2 separate regions of the Triticum aestivum genome follow, and region 2 is linked to region 1. The links are chromatin contacts, called in public Hi-C maps. All regions are on one chromosome and are shown on one strand. The core of a region is the stretch at or near the end of the contact, and the rest is flanking DNA. Distances in the headings are between cores, read along the strand shown. Region 1 holds the start of LOC123053563. Region 2 holds the start of LOC123053564 (F-box protein At5g39250).

Region 1 (7,938 bases), core at 3,992-6,491:
TTGGCCGAGGTGGCGGGCGAGCCATTCGTCACGGATGCTGTGTTTGAAGGCTGCTAGGGCTTTGGCGTCCGGACAGTCGACGATCTGATTCTTTTTGGTTAGGAACCTAGTCCAGAATTTTCTGGCTGATTCTCCAGGTTGTTGAACTATGTGGCTTAAGTCATCGGCATCGGGTGGCCGGACATATGTACCTTGGAAGTTGTCGAGGAAGGCTTCTTCCAAGTCCTCCCAGCTGCTGATGGAGTTCTCAGGCAGACTACTTAGCCACTGTCGAGTTGGTCCTTTGAGCTTTAATAGGAGGTATTTGATAGCGTGGAGGTCATCTCCTCGGGCCATGTGGATGTGGAGAATAAAATCTTCAATCCACACTGCGGGGTCGGTTGTTCCGTCATATGATTCAATATTGACAGGCTTGAACCCCTCTGGGAATTCGTGTCCAGCCCCTCATTTGTGAACCAGAGAGGGTGTGCGGCGCCTCTATAGCGGGTCGCGTCACGGCGCACCTCCGACGAAGTCCATCTATGGTTATCGGCCCGGGTGTGATTAAGTTTGTCACGTCCGAATAAGTAGCTGTCATCCCGAGTAGGGAAGCGTCCTCGCGATCCGTATATAGATATGGTGTGTCCTACTCTACTGTCCAATTCCTGCCGAAGATCGTATTTATGGTCCTGAGCTGGTCTGTCCCTGTGTTTGCGAGGCGGTGCGGGCTGTTGTTCGGCCTGAGTTGCCGTTTTATCCCGACCGCGGGGTGGTCGGTCTACCGCACTATCCCGATCACGTGGTGGTCGGTCCGCATTGTGCGAGGGAGGTATGGGATCTGGTGCCTCCTCATCGAACTGAGGTAGCAGTCTGCGTTTTGGGTAACTCTTGGCTGGGCGCTTAAGGCCGTATTCTTCGGCTTCCAGGACATCTGTCCATCTATCGATGAGTAGGTCTTGATCTGCTTGGAGCTGCTGCCGCTTCTTCTTTAGGCTTCTTGCATTAGCTATGAGCTGGCGCTTAAAGCGCTCCAGCTCGAGGGATGCGTCGGGCACGATGAAGTCTTCATTGCCAAGGCTCTCATCATCCTCGGAGGGTGGACGATAACTATCGTCATCTGGGTCATTGGGCGTGGCCTGTTTATCAGGGTTAGCCTACTCGTTGTCTTGCTCCTCGTGTTCAGATGCGGCTCCAATAGGGTCTTCATTGTTTTCGGCATTGCCCGGAGTACTATTTTCTCCGGTGCCAGTGTTGCCATCTTTTGAGCGACGAGGCTTAGAGCGGCGTTTAGGGCGCCGGCGTTTGGACTGTGTCTCGGAGTGTTTATTCGCATCTGGCTCTTCTTTGTCGTCGCCAGATCCTTTAGGTGTATCAACCATGTACACGTCGTACGAAGAGGTGGCCGTCCAACGTCCAGTGAATGGCGGGTCTTGGCCTTGCTCCTTGTCGGCATCGTCGTCCATACCGTCGATGTCTTCGGAGCCATAGTCGAGCTCGTCGGTTAAGTCCTCGACGGTAGTTATGAAGTGGGTGGCGGGTGGGAAGCAAAATTCCCCATCATCGGCCTCTAACTCGAACCGAACATAGTTCGGCTGCGAGTCCTTCTCCAAGGACAAATTCTTTAGAGAGTTCAGCACATCGCCCAAAGGTGAGTGCTGGAAAGCGTCAGCGGCGCTGAATTCGAAGGTCGATAACCAATCTAGCTCGGTGTCAGCAGGCGTACACGGTCCGGAACTTATAGCCGGACACGAGTCCGAGGTTCCGTTGAAGCAAATATTGCAGGGTGTTGAGTCCGTGTGCGGCTCCAACACCGCGGACTCTGTTGCCTCGGACGGTAGGATCTGCTCCGGATCTAAGGCCGTTGCAGCAACAGGAACCATCTCCTGGATGTGATCTGGTGACAGATTTAAGTCATGTTCATCGGAGCGAGGGGGAGCGATCGCCGCGGTCTCGAATCCATTGAAGATCAAGTCTCCATGGATATCCGCGACGTAGTTCAAGCTTCCAAATCTGACCTGGTGGCCGGGGCGTAGCTGTCGATCTGCTCCAGATGGCCAAGCGAGTTGGCCCGCAGTACGAAGCCGCCGAACACAAAAATCTGTCCGGGGAGGAAGGTTCCTCCTTGGACAGCGTCGTTATCGATGATTGAAGGGGCCATCAAACCTTTTGTCGACCGCACAGTGGAACTCTCAATGAAAGCACCAATGTCGGTGTCAAAACCGGCGGATCTCGGGTAGGGGGTCCCGAACTGTGCGTCTAGGATCGATGGTAACAGGAGACGAGGGACACGATGTTTACCCAGGTTCGGGCCCTCTCTATGGAGGTAATACCCTACTTCCTGCTTGATCGATCTTGATGAATATGAGTATTACAAGAGTTGATCTACCACGAGATCGTAATGGCTAAACCCTAGAAGTCTAGCCCATATGACTATGGTAATGTGTGTGTCCTTTCCGGACTAACCCCTCCGGTTTATATAGACACCGGGGGGATCTAGGGTTTACATAGGGTCGGTTACATAAGAAGGACTCTTCGGTCGCCAAGCTTGCCTTCCACGCCAAGTAGAGTCCAATCCGGACACGGGTACAGTCTTCGGCCTTCATGTCTTCACAGCCCATCAGTCTGGCCCATGGATAACAGGCTGGACGCCCGATGACCCCTTAGTCCAGGACTCCCTCAACGTCATCGAGCTGAACGTGTGCAGATAGCGGAGGTGCCGTAGTTTCGGTACTAGGATCGGTCGGATCGTGAAGACGTACGACTACATCAACCGCGTTGTCATAACGCTTCCGCTTACGGTCTACGAGGGTACGTGGACTACACTCTCCCCTCTCGTTGCTATACATCACCATGATAGATCTTGCGTGTGCGTAGGATTTTTTTTGAAATTACTGCGTTCCCCAACAAATGACATACTGAAAGAATAGTGGGAAATATACCATACCCAACATCCTTCATGTCAGTGTCTCCAATGACAATATTAGCGGTCTTGCCACCTTTCCCAGGATGACGCTTGCAATAGCGATTAGGGCAACTAGGAGCCCGATGACCAGGATCCCCACACACATGACAAACACCTTTCTTTTTGTCATTCTTCTTCTTGAAGTTCTTGTGCTGCACAGCCTTGTTCTTCCCATCAAACTTTGCTTTACCATCAAACTTGCCCTTGTTCTTGAACTTGTGGGGCTGGAAGTTCTGCTTCTGTATTAGATTGGCACTAGATCCTCCCTCAATACCTCGAGCACGTGTGTCCTTTGCTCTCGCCTTTTCTTCCACATCAAGAGTACCAATGAGATCCGGAACGAAAAACTCCTGTCTCTTATGCTTCAGTAAGGTAGCAAAGTTCCTCCATGAAGGAGGAAGCTTAGTGATGATACCTCCCGCAACAAACTTGTCCGGTAGCATACAATTGAAGTGCTCAAGTTCTCTAGCAAATGACTGTATCTCATGAGCTTGCTCAACCACGGAGCCCTCTTCAGTCATCCTGTAATCATAGAATTGCTCCATGATGTACAGCTCAGTGCCGGCATCCGAGACCCCAAACTTGGCCTCGAGTGCGTCCCACATATCTTTTCCATTGTCAATTGACGCATACGCATCAACTATGTTCTCACTAAGAACACCCAAGAGAGCAGCCTTAAACAGAGTATCTATTTTCTGAAAAGCTTGTTCTTGTTGAGCATCATGCTCCCCTTCAGGTTTGCCAAGAGTCACGTCATAGCAACTCATGGTTTGAAATCATAAGACTGCTCTCACACGCCACCTCTTATAGTGGATACCCTCAAACATAGGAGGTCTCATGGAAGCAGCAAAACCACTAGGTGTAAATAGCCTATAATAAGGATTTTGGATTGTTAGAAATATGAGCAATTTACCGAATGAGTTTATTAACAGAAATACTAGATAAAGCGCGACTAGTATAGCAGTGATAAAACAAGTCATGCGATTTGACAAAGAGAAGGTAAACATCGTTTTCATATATGAACTGTAATTAAACACATGTAGAGCAGACAGTATAGTAAGTTGCATATATGAAAATAGAGTCTAACATATCTAGGGCAAACATTAAAACAAGAAACTGTAGTAGGGCCTCTAATAGAAAGAGGAAGAACACGTACGAGACAGTAGCAGCAGAGGCGCTGGACTTGGGGTCGGTGTCCTCGCCAGCCATGTCGTCGAGGAGGTTGTCGACGTCGGGGAAGAAGTTGTCGTCGGGGAAGTAGTCGTCGGAGTCCGGGGCGTCCGTGACGAAGAAGTCAGTAGTCGCGCCGAGCGCTCCCCAAAAACCTTATCACCCTTCTCCCGTACAGGACTCAAAGAGGTGGAGTTTCGGAGGCCTACTGTCCCGACCTGCAGTGCACGCCACAAGCCGGGATGGGGAAGATCGTAGCAGCAGCGCAGTGCTCGGGAACTTTGTGGCGGGAGGAAGAGGATCTTCTGGTGCGTCTCTCTGAGAGGAGCGACCTCTCTTTTATAGGCGCAAGAGAAGGAGGCGAGAGGCTGCGCCGGGAGCTGAAGGGAACGAGGGAGACGAAACGAACAGGCATCAGGCGAAGAGGTGCGCCGTTCGTATTCAATCTCCACTACAACAAAACGTTTCAGCTTCCGCGTGACCTTTCATATACCCGTCGTGCGTGGCAAAAATTTAGACATCGGCTCGGCTCATTCCCGCACCCCGTGGCACGCGAGGCGGGCGGCGGAGGAGGAGCGCGCGTGGATGTCTCTCTTATTCTCATCCTCATGCATGTGGAGAAAGAGTCTCCCTTAGAGGTCCAACTCCCTCTAAACTAGCAATATGAGACTAAACTTTAGTTCCACGTCTTGCTTTGCACGAATGGGCTGCGTGGGCCTCTAGGATTTATTAGGAATTTTTGAAACTGCTATTGGGCTAGGTCCAAAATAGACAAAATTCCAGCAGTATTCACTCTTAACACCTTTCTATCAATGAAATAATTCGCAAGCTTTGCATGGTCATAAAAAAAGCCAAAAATTAATGAACTAATAAAAAAGACAAAATTAGTGCCGTTTACAAGAGGCCCGTTGCACTCAACGGAATCAACCTGCTCGTGCGCCGACCCCAGCCCCCAAACCGTCCTTCTCATCCCATCCCGAGGGCCGGGCGGAGGGCAGTCTGGTCATTACGCGGGGGCGCCCTGCCCCCCGTTTCCCTCCCTCCCTCGCCACCTGTGGCCCGTCCGGCCAGGATTAATTAAAGCGAAGGGGAAGAAACGCAAACGCCAAAAGCCCCGGAAAGATTTTGCCTTTGCTTTCTTCCCAATAACCTCCGCCCTCCCTAGCCTCGCCCCGCCCCGTGTGTTATCTATCCCCGTCCTGCACATCCACCCATCCCGCCGCCCTGCGCTCCCTCGTCTCCCCCACCCCCCACCGTCTCTCTCCCTCTCTCTCTCTCCTCCGCGCCGCTTTCTAGGGTTTTTTCCCTCGCCCCGCCCGCGCACGCACGCACGCACCCGCAGAGGAGCCAGGCCGCCGCAGGGTCTCCGCCTAGAGGAGGATGGGATACGACGGCGCCCCCTCGCCCGCATCGGCCGCTGCGCGCGACGCCAAGAAGAAGAGGGTAAGTAAGGGCCCCGTGTGTGTGGTGTGATCTGCGATTCGATTTGGGGGGCGGGGCGTCCCCTGGTCCGGTTGCGGATTGCGCGGCGTTCTGATCCGATCTGCCGATTTTTCGTGCCCCGCAGGGTAACCGCTCGTCGGCCAAGCTGAAGCAGTGCAAGCTCGACGCGCGCCGGGAGCAGTGGCTGTCGCAAGGTCTGATCTCGTGCCTGCTCATGTATTCTTTTATGTATTCTTGGTCTTTTCCCCTCGCCAATCCCGGAAGTTGGGATCTCTGCACTGTGTATCCTAGTTGCGTCTCGTCTTTGGGTGCCTGTGGGGGAGTTGGGATACTTAGGGGAATCTGATTATTTCGGCACAGGGGTGATCTAGGTGCTACAAATTGATAACTTTTATTCAAGATGATATTTTGGGTTCAAATTCTGATCTGTTTGCGTTTTGGATTGGTCTAGTCAAGGATGGGAAGGAGGCCACGGCCAAGCCTTTGCCAGCGGGCGCAGGATCAGGGGCAGGGTCGAATGCTGGGTCGCCAATCCTTGCTTCGCCACACCCTCCACTCCCCCGGCGGCGCGCCGATGCAAGGTCAAGGGGTGGAGTTCTGGAGGATGACAAGGAGGATGCTGGAGCTACCGGGCAAGAAGTAGGCGGCAGCGACCTTGACTCCCCTATGCACAGCCCTTGTTCAGACAACTCTCGAGGTGGAGGCTGTGCTCAGAGTAAGCGCTGCTCCAGCAATGGAGGTGGCCCCAGCCTCAGCAGTGTGAGCAGTCTATGGTCCAGTTCCAGGAGTGTGAGTGATGCTGAGGATGATGACACGGGCAGTGGCCCTGAGGAGGAAAACGGGGTGCTGGATGATTGGGAAGCTGTTGCTGATGCACTTTCAGTCGATGATAACAGTCATTGCCACCAGAGTTTAGGTACCACGATGCCCCCAGCAGCTACAAGTGAGTCGGCACCTCTGGCAAATACATCAAAAAGAACAGAGCCTATTCGAAGCAATGCAAGAGCTTGGACACCAGATGATACGTTCCGTCCACAGAGCTTACCCAGTATCTCCAAGCAGTCGAGCTTCCCAGCGAGGATTGGCAACTGCTGGGGGATGGGTATGAGTGCAGCACATCAGAGTATCCTCTCTATGCCATTATCTTGCCCGATATGCTACGAGGATCTTGACCCAACAGACTCGAGCTTCCTCCCCTGCCCTTGCGGGTTCCATCTGTGTCTCTTCTGCCACAAGAGGATCCTCGAGGCAGATGCACGTTGCCCAGGGTGCAGGAAGCTATACAATGCAGGGTCTGCAGGAGAAGGAGCGCCAGCACCAGTGCGTCTATCCCGTTCTTGTAGCATGGGTCCAAGACACTAGGCTGTCTGAAGGCTATGATAGCTCTATGCCGTAGTTCTGCTTTGCATGTTACTGTCGGATATGCTGGTTTTGTTGCGTATTGTCTGCTTTTGGTATAAAGAAATGTGAATATTTGAATAGATGCTGTGCCCATATAGAGTCTCCAGGACCTTGGTATCCTTTTTGTACTGATGCATTGGGTGTGATGCATATGTTGCTGGAGATTGGAGAGGACCTTTTGTTGTTACAGTTCGTGAGTTCATATATAATAGCTATGGTGACTGTTATTTCCTTGCCACTAGTACACTGTTATCAGTTGAATCATGTTCACCTAAGTCTAGTTCTTGCTCTTTTTTTCACTTATGTGATGATCTTGAGACTTTCTACTACCAAGGCAAGTGGACATTCTCCTGTATTAAAACGATTGTCTAATCTTTATAGTCTACTTTACATAAATGCTGATGTTTGGTCTTCACTGACAAAATGCAATGTTACTCAACTCAAGTAAACTCCTACCTTTTATCATTATCAGTATTTGTTTTATATATCTTTACCGTATTATCATTTCAGGCTCATCAAATAGTCTGTGTGGGTGGGCTTTCCTATGATTCTGATCTTGGCAAGGAAAATATTTCGCTATTGTAGTACAACTGTGTGTGGTGTGTTGTCTTTCTCTCTAATTTCTTTATTTTGGTTTAAGCTTCATAATGTGTTTTGACTCAGCCTGGCAGCTTTAAGATGCAAATGTGAACTGTGATTTAGTAAAGAAACTCCTTGGACTATCTATACGATGTACTTGTTTTAAATTTCTATAAGCTAGTGTTTCTTCGTATGATACCTGTTTTGCATCTATATATATGTCAGTTTCTTGCGTTCGATCTTATTATACTCCCTCCATTTCTTCGTACTTAACTTTCTGAAGTTTGATCAAGTCAATAGAAAAAAAAATCAACATTCACAATACCATATAAATATCATTAGATCCATTATGGAATATATTTTCATATTGTATTTATTTGGTATTGTAGATGTTGCTAATTGTA
Region 2 (7,938 bases), core at 3,845-6,344, 360 kb before region 1:
AGGGTGGTGGGTGGGGAAGAATGGCATGTGTGCTACCGACAGACGGGCCAGAGGAGGACACCGTGGGCGTCCATGATGCAAATCCAACCCAAATTTTAAGCTGAAAATGGGTCCAAACGGACAGCAAAACAGGCGCGTCTATTTGTGTCAGCGCGTTGGACCGTGTTTTTGATCAGCACAGACCCAAACCGAGGAGGGCGGACCAGACACGTCGGCGCGTTGGAGTTGCCCTCAGAAGAGAGCTCTGGTGAGCGAAGGTCGAAGAAACAGATGAGCTCAATCCAACGGTTCGGCCAAATCAATTGAGTTCGAACACAGGCGACTGCCCATATTTTCAACTGATCAACGAGTTTGAACAAGCAAACGGCAAACCGATGCCGCCTTCTCTCCCTCTTCTCACCCCGACGAGTCTGGGCCTCCTCTACCGCTTCCTAGCCTCGCCGTCCTCGGCGCCCCCGCCGCTGCCCGTGCTCCTCCGCCTGCACGCTCTCGCTGCCACCTCGGGCCTCTGTTCCCGCCCAGACTTCGCCGCCAAGCTCGTCTCCGCCTACTCCACCTCCGGCCGCCCCGGCCTCGCCGCCCTCGCCTTCTCCGCCTCCCCCTGTCCCGACACCTTCCTCTGGAACTCCCTCCTCCGCTCCCACCATTGCGCCTCCGACTTCGCCTCCGCGCTCTCCGCTCACCGCCGCATGTGCGCCTCTGGCGCGCGGCCCTCCCGGTTCACCGCGCCCATCGCCGCCTCCGCGGCCGCCGAGCTCGCGGCCCTCCCGGTCGGTTCCTCCGTGCATGCCTACTCCGTCAAGCTCGGCCTCCTGGTAGGCGATGGTTCCCTCGCGGTCTCGTCGTCGCTGGTGTACATGTATGCCAGGTGCGGCTGCATTGACGACGCTATGAAGCTGTTCGACGAAATGGCTGAGAGGGACGTCATCACGTGGACCGCGGTGGTCTCTGGGTGCGTTAGGAATGACGAGTGTGAGAAGGGGATGAGATACTTGGTGCAGATGGTTAGGCTAGCGGGTGATGGCGGCGCGAGGCCAAATTCACGGACAATGGAGAGTGGGTTGGAGGCTTGTGGAGTGCTAGGCGAGCTGTCTGCTGGGAGATGCTTGCACGGGTACACGGTGAAGGAAGGGATTGGAGATTGTGCGTTGGTGGTTTCCGCACTTTTCTCAATGTACTCAAAGTGCGATAGGACTGAGGATGCATGTGTTTTATTCCCGGAGTTGCCAGAAAAAGATGTGGTCACCTGGACTAGCTTGATTGGAACCTATTGTAGGAGAGGACTTGATAGGGAGGCCGTGGAGTTGTTCCAGGAGATGGAGGTGTCTGGTCTGCAGCCAGATGAAGTTCTTGTTAGCTGTGTACTTTCAGGGTTAGGGAACAGTGGGAATGTGCGTAGGGGGAAGGCATTTCATGCAGCTATAATTAAGAGAAACTCTGGAGACAATTTGTTGGTTGCCAATGCTTTGATTTCAATGTACGGGAAACTTGAGTTGGTAGATGCTGCAGGCAAAGTTTTTGGAATTTTGCATCAACGAGATGCAGAATCATGGAGTTTGATGGTTGTATTATACTGCAAAGCTGGACTTGATGTCAAATGCTTGGAGTTGTGCCGAGAAATGCATTGTAGAGATCATGATGAATTTTTGTGTGATATCAACAGCTTGGTTTCCACAATCTCTTCTTGTTCACGGCTAGGAAAACTGCGGTTAGGTCAATCAGCTCATTGTTTTTCGATCAAGTGCTTGCTTGATGAAATTTCAGTTGCCAATGCATTAATTGGCATGTATGGAAGGTGTGGGAAATTTGACCTTGCATACAAAATATTTGGTGTGGCCAAAGTGAGGAGGGATGTTGTCACCTGGAATGCACTCCTATCCAGCTATTCACATCTAGGACATTCAAATGATGCCCTGTCACTATATGATCAGATGCTCACTGAAGGTGTCCAACCAAACTCTGCAACCTTGATTACTGTCATTTCAGCTTGTGCAAATTTGGCTGCACTGGAACATGGTGAACTGATACATTCTTATGTGAAAGATATGGGGTTGGAATCTGATGTATCTATTAGTACATCACTTGTTGACATGTATACTAAATGTGGGCAGCTGGGAATTGCAAGAGGAATTTTTGATTCTATGCTCGTACGGGATGTTGTTACATGGAATGTGATGATAGCAGGCTATGGGATGCATGGCGATGTGAAGCAAGCACTGCAGTTATTTAGTGAGATGGAGAGAGGAACTATTAAGCCTAACAGCGTCACTTTTCTTGCCATTCTGTCTGCTTGCTGCCATGCAGGGTATGTTGATGAGGGCAGGAAGCTGTTCATCAGAATGGGGGAATACTGCCTTGAACCTAACCTGAAGCATTACGCATGTATGGTGGATCTCCTAGGGAAATCTGGGCATCTTCAAGAAGCAGAAGATATGATTTTGGCTATGCCAATACAACCTGATGGTGGGGTATGGGGGACTTTGCTTAGTGCCTGCAAAATGCATGACAATTTCGAGATGGGGTTAAGAGTTGCAAAGAAGGCTTTTGCTTCTGACCCAGGAAATGATGGGTACTATATTTTAATGTCCAATTCATATGGCAGTGCTGAAAAATGGGAAGAGATAGAGAGACTGAGGGACACGATGAAGAATCATGGAGTGGAAAAAGGTGTGGGCTGGAGTGCGGTTGATATTTGGGTGTGAGTTAACAGTTATGGCATAACTACAGCCGAGACTATAGAAGGGTAAATAACTAATTGACCGCATTAGCTCATTTACATAAATTCTGGAATCAGCTTTAGAGAATATAATGACCGGCTGACTGCTACCGGTGCAAATGGTTAAGGTCTGTTGCAAGAGCCAAGAAGTTTGTGAATTATGCATCCATTGTGCATTTATCTTCTTCAATAGTCCGTCTCATTAGAGCGTGGCGGCAAAAGTCCTCTTATTATCCGAGGTGATGTTGCTAATATTGGCAAAGGTATCTCCCTCCCTTGGATGCCGTATTATGCTCCTAATCCATTTAGTTCCATTTAAACTTATAGTCCATAATTCTTTGGGTTATTGAAAAACAATGTTGATTATACATTTATGCATAATTAGTACCCCCTCCGTCCCATAATATAAGATCTTATTACATCCAATATGTGAGTATATTGGATGTAATAAGATCTTATATTATGGGACGGACGGGGTATTAGCTAATTGCATAGTGCTGTAATAAATTCTTGCTGAATTTAAAACAGATGTTGAGTGGGCCATGTTTGTCTGTTTTGTGAATGCCATTCAAGTTCGCACTGCAACTTCTCATTCACTTCTCCATGTATCTAGGTCCTCCTGGCTGTTTTGGACATCATGCTATTTTCTAATACATGACATGATGATTCACACTTCTGCAGAAGAAAATTGTCTAGCGAATTTCATGTAGGCCATTTGGATGAGCAAAAGTGTATGAAAAATGTTCAGAACCACTGGAAGAAGATAGCAGGTAACTCAATTGGAACCTATTCCACTTTTGGAGTTTGCTTGCAAATGTGTATATCTGGAACTATTTTTGCGCATACGACATTACTCCCCGCCTCCTCAAGCAGCTCGTCTTTGAGCTGAAAATCCTGGATCTTTTCTTTCTATTGTACCAAAAATTCTGAACACCACTTGCTACTGTGCCCCAAGACTTCATTTGCCTCAGGATTATCTGAACGTGATAAATCAACGCTAATGCTGGTGGCGCATCTGGTGGATCAACATGGAAGCGCTTCAAAAGACTCGCATGAAAAAGATTGTGAATATGAACCCGTGCTGGAACGCCCAGTTTATATGCTATTGTCCCCACACGGCCCATAAATACAACAAATTGACTGGAGTTAACCTACATCTAAAGAGACATCATTGGTTTTGTAAAACAGAGTGTATAGTGGTCTAGCTGGATCAGAACTCGTTCATTAGTGACATCAATTGCTCATTTACATAGAGCCTGATTCAGCTTTGGGAATGATGCATGTAAGTTTCTTCACATTTTATAATGGTTCGATCCTAAAGGCTATGCCCGTAAAGGAAGTAAACACTTCTTGGGGAAAATGCCCCTCATTGATTTATTGTCTCATCCATATGTAATACAAGAGGTAATTCTTCATGGTTCAGCCAAGGTGGATGGCATGCTTACTGAATACTGATACGTTTGCATCATAGCACTGAGCCCATGCCGCTGGATCGTGATCAGTCACGAGATCTTTTGCCATGATCACAAGAACTGTTATGATGCTCCAACTGTTAATGTCAAAGCACCGTACAAACGTGAAGATGTACGCCCCACAACTCACTATTCCATGTTTACTTAGAAACTACTTCCTCCGTTCCTAAATATTTGTCTTTCTAGAGATTTCAATAAGTGACTACATACGGAGCAAAATGAGTGAATCTACACTCTAGAGTATGTCTATATACATCCATATATGGTAGTCCATTTGAAATCTTTAAAAAGACAAATATTTAGGAACGGAGGGAGTAGTTGTTCTTCTTCCACCATCTCTTGCATGCGGGCCAGCGCATCAGCGGACTTTTTTTGTTTGTCGGGGCTTTTTTCCCTTCTACTGATTTTCGGAGTTTTTTTCATTTGTTTCTTTACTTTTTTTCCTTTTTTTTCTTTCTTTTACCTGTTTATAAATTCATGAATATTTTAAAATTCATGTTTATTTCTAAATTTGTGATTTTTTTAAATTCAGACATTTTAAAAAGATACCATTTTTAAAAATAAATTCCTCAACATTTTTCAAATTTCATGAACTTTTTAAAACTTAAGAACATTTTTTGAATCTCTGGACATTTTTGTATCAATAATATAGGTTTAAAATCTGTTATTTATCTTCAATAATATATTTTTAATCTGTTGAAGAGGAAAAATAGAGGAGAAAATCAGGAGTAACAGCATTTTTTTTTTTAGGATAACGGGTGCTTGTTGGGTGCAGCCGAGAGCAAGGAATGACAGTGCCTGGCGCGCCTGCCAACTTCCGAATGGAGGACTCGACTCGATTTTTGGGCTTCAGATATGTGTGGGCGGCGGGCGCGTTACATACACACAAATCTGACCCATCGGCGCATACGGCCCAACCCACATGTGACAGCCTGGCTTCGGGATACCCCTGGTTTCTCCGACCGACACCGAGCACCCCCGGGTCCCCATTCCTCTCCCATTCCCAGGCACCGATCCTGCTCCTTCCTCTGGGTGTTTGTCTATGGGCGAATCTCTCCGGCAACGGCGACCTCTCTTCCCCTGCGCGTCCCTCTTCCGACGTTGCCACTCCGTCGTCCATCGCTACCAGATCGACGACCGCCCCTTCATCCTCTCCGGTCTCTGCAGATCTACGCCGGCGGCCCGCCTTACCGACGGTTCTTCCTAGCCACGGTGGGTTCCTTTACTTTCCTTTCTCTACACCCCCTTATTTTTTGTTCACGGCATAACCCCCGAATCCGGACAACCGCTGACCCCGTGGCTAGTAGGCAAAACAAGTAAAATTCCGTTGAACGTTCGATTTTTCTGTTGTATATTAGATTTGAGAAGTTGGCAATATGTTCTCTCCTTCCGAATGCTAGATGTTTCATTACCTCACTGGTTGTTGGGGGCAATCAATTGTAGGTTTCATTTTTCATGTTTTGCGATTATATATCAGTTTAGCATAAACTTGTACAGCTAGAATTATTGTGCTCATGTCGTATATATAGTACGTACAGTACTGGTTACAATATTTTCGATTGGCTTTCACTCAAGAAAGATTGGAGTGGTTAACGATAAATGAATGCGTTGGAGATCAACAACATGTACGTGATGCATTATCAATAAAGAGTTGGGGTGTCATAGTTCGGTTTGTGCTTTTGAGTAAATATGTTCTTATGCCAGACTGCAGATCAAAGCTGAAAATGGGATATATTTGAAATAATTATTCTATGCCTAAAAAGGGAACGTTTTGTTTCGTGAGAATGTGCTTTCTTGAACTCCAGAGGTTTGGTGTTCCTTAATAAGTATATTGATCAACAACACAAATAGGACCATGTTTTGCTGTGAAGTTGAACATCTACCCTTGAAGGCACCATAGTCAATGCTTATTGTGGTATTGTGTCAAATCAGTTTGATCATAGCAACTACTCGTGGTAATCGGTTGGATCATTTGGTTGTGACTCAGAAACAAATGTAGTTTCCATTACTGCCGGTATTATTTGAAAGCTTATTTGTTAATCAAATTGATCATTTATTTCGTCTATCATTCTTGTGTAGTTCACACTCCCAACTACAACAGACATCACATTTCCAAATTATTATTGATCTGGAAGATGGAAGCTATTTTTTTATGGACTACCCCCTCCGTCCCATAATGTAAGATCGTTTTGCAAGCTGTTTTAGCTTGCAAAACGATCTTATATTGTGGGATGGATGGAGTATGTTCTAGCAATAGCCATTAGTCTAGGTATACTCTTCTACGTTTATCATCCTTGCAGATTCAGATTATAGTGAATTAAAGATAGCAGTAGTCGTGCTACTTGAGTTTTTGACTGGGCATGAATTGATCAGTATTTGTTTAACCATCTCTTATTAATAGGCACTTCTGGTTCACTCTTTGGTTTCTAGCTGAAGTCCCATCCTAGAGGGGTAGAGGCATTCCATTTCCTTCAGTTCAGTGATTGAGAATGGAAAATGGATTTCCTGGCGAAGTTCTGAAGGCTGTTTTCCCTCTACTGGATGGTAAAGACTTGGTCTTTTGCATGCTTGTATGCCGCCAATGGTGCGAAATTGCAAAGGATGATTACTTCTGGAAATGCATCTGCTCACGGAAATGGCCTTCCATCTGCAAGCAGCCTCCTTCTGACACAAACTTCCAAAAGCTCTATTTAACATTCTCCAAGCCACGGAAGACAGTACACCTTCCTGTACCTAAGCTCACTTTTGAGGATCTGGTGTTTTACATTGACATGTGGCTTGAGGGATCACTAATCTTCTCTCAAGCAGTTTCAGGCTGCATCCTTCGAGCAGGTTTACAGAACACACCTGGCGGCATACCAGATGTACTTGTTGCACATCTGAATGCCGCAGACTGCATTTTGATGATGGAAGTCAAACCCAAGCTGACAGTCCCTATGGGGCCAGCCATCACCGTGTCTGTTCTTGCCCACCGCAAGGACACCAACAAGATGACTTGCATAATCAATACGTCGAGTTTTGATTACATTGACAGCAATGCAGCACGGGCGTTGGCATATGAATATCTCAGGTTTTCGCCCAGACACCCTTTCATATCAGACATCCGGGCCTGGATGTCCTTGCTTTTCCTGTATAAAGGAACAAACTCTATAGAGGTATTTGGTATTGAACTAGATTTTTGTGATGCGGCAAGGTCCGAGCCTGAGATCTTGTGGCTCTTAGACATGCTTGATTGGAAATAGAAGCTACTCTTTAGTTGTGATTTGAGCCTTTGAGGCATGTAAAGAATGTTCATGATATGTTGATCATCTACTGTTGTATTACTGAAATATATGCTTTAAGATGTTGGAATAAAATGGCGATGTGAGCCCATTGATTTTCTATACCGTTCATGATTTGGTATCGACTGATTTAGCCAGCAAGGTGTTGAAGACTGCCTTTTGGCCCATAGTAGATTTGGTTTCTATGGATAATTGCTTGTGCTAAATCAACAACAATTAATATGGATCGGAGGGAGTATATTATATTAGCCTGCTATTGTGTGCCCATCATTTGTTCATTGGTGCATTCAAATTTTCGCGAGTTTTTTAGCCTGGCATTTCATTGTTGTTGTTTTTTGACTTTGGCAAGGATTTCTAGCTTAGTATATTTGCTATTTCTCGTGAAATTTGGTGGAGAGGGGAGGAGCGGGAGCGTTAGGAGTGTTGTTCCCTTTCTAGGGAGCTTACAAAAACTCTAGCAGAGTTGCAC

Evidence for each region. Hi-C and Micro-C count contacts between places; a contact is called where the count stands out from the background.
Region 2: a contact with region 1 is called in a Hi-C map of leaf, with 8 times the contacts expected there. The contact joins the promoter of LOC123053564 here to the promoter of LOC123053563 in region 1. A contact is called at or near these places in 3 of 5 Hi-C or Micro-C datasets (leaf and an unstated tissue).

The regions. Positions count from the first base shown.
Region 1 is chr2D:422,024,214-422,032,151 of IWGSC CS RefSeq v2.1, reverse strand. It overlaps LOC123053563, which reads left to right and starts at 5,241. Exons shown (of 3, transcript XM_044477031.1): 1 at 5,241-5,554; 2 at 5,679-5,748; 3 at 6,006-7,186. The coding sequence starts at 5,492. The coding sequence ends at 6,916.
Region 2 is chr2D:422,384,824-422,392,761 of IWGSC CS RefSeq v2.1, reverse strand. LOC123053564 (F-box protein At5g39250) reads left to right here and starts at 5,094. Exons shown (of 2, transcript XM_044477033.1): 1 at 5,094-5,400; 2 at 6,619-7,571. The coding sequence starts at 6,678. The coding sequence ends at 7,430. It overlaps LOC123053565 (pentatricopeptide repeat-containing protein At4g39952, mitochondrial), which reads left to right and starts at 323. Exons shown (of 2, transcript XM_044477034.1): 1 at 323-2,979; 2 at 3,330-4,344. The coding sequence starts at 375. The coding sequence ends at 2,702.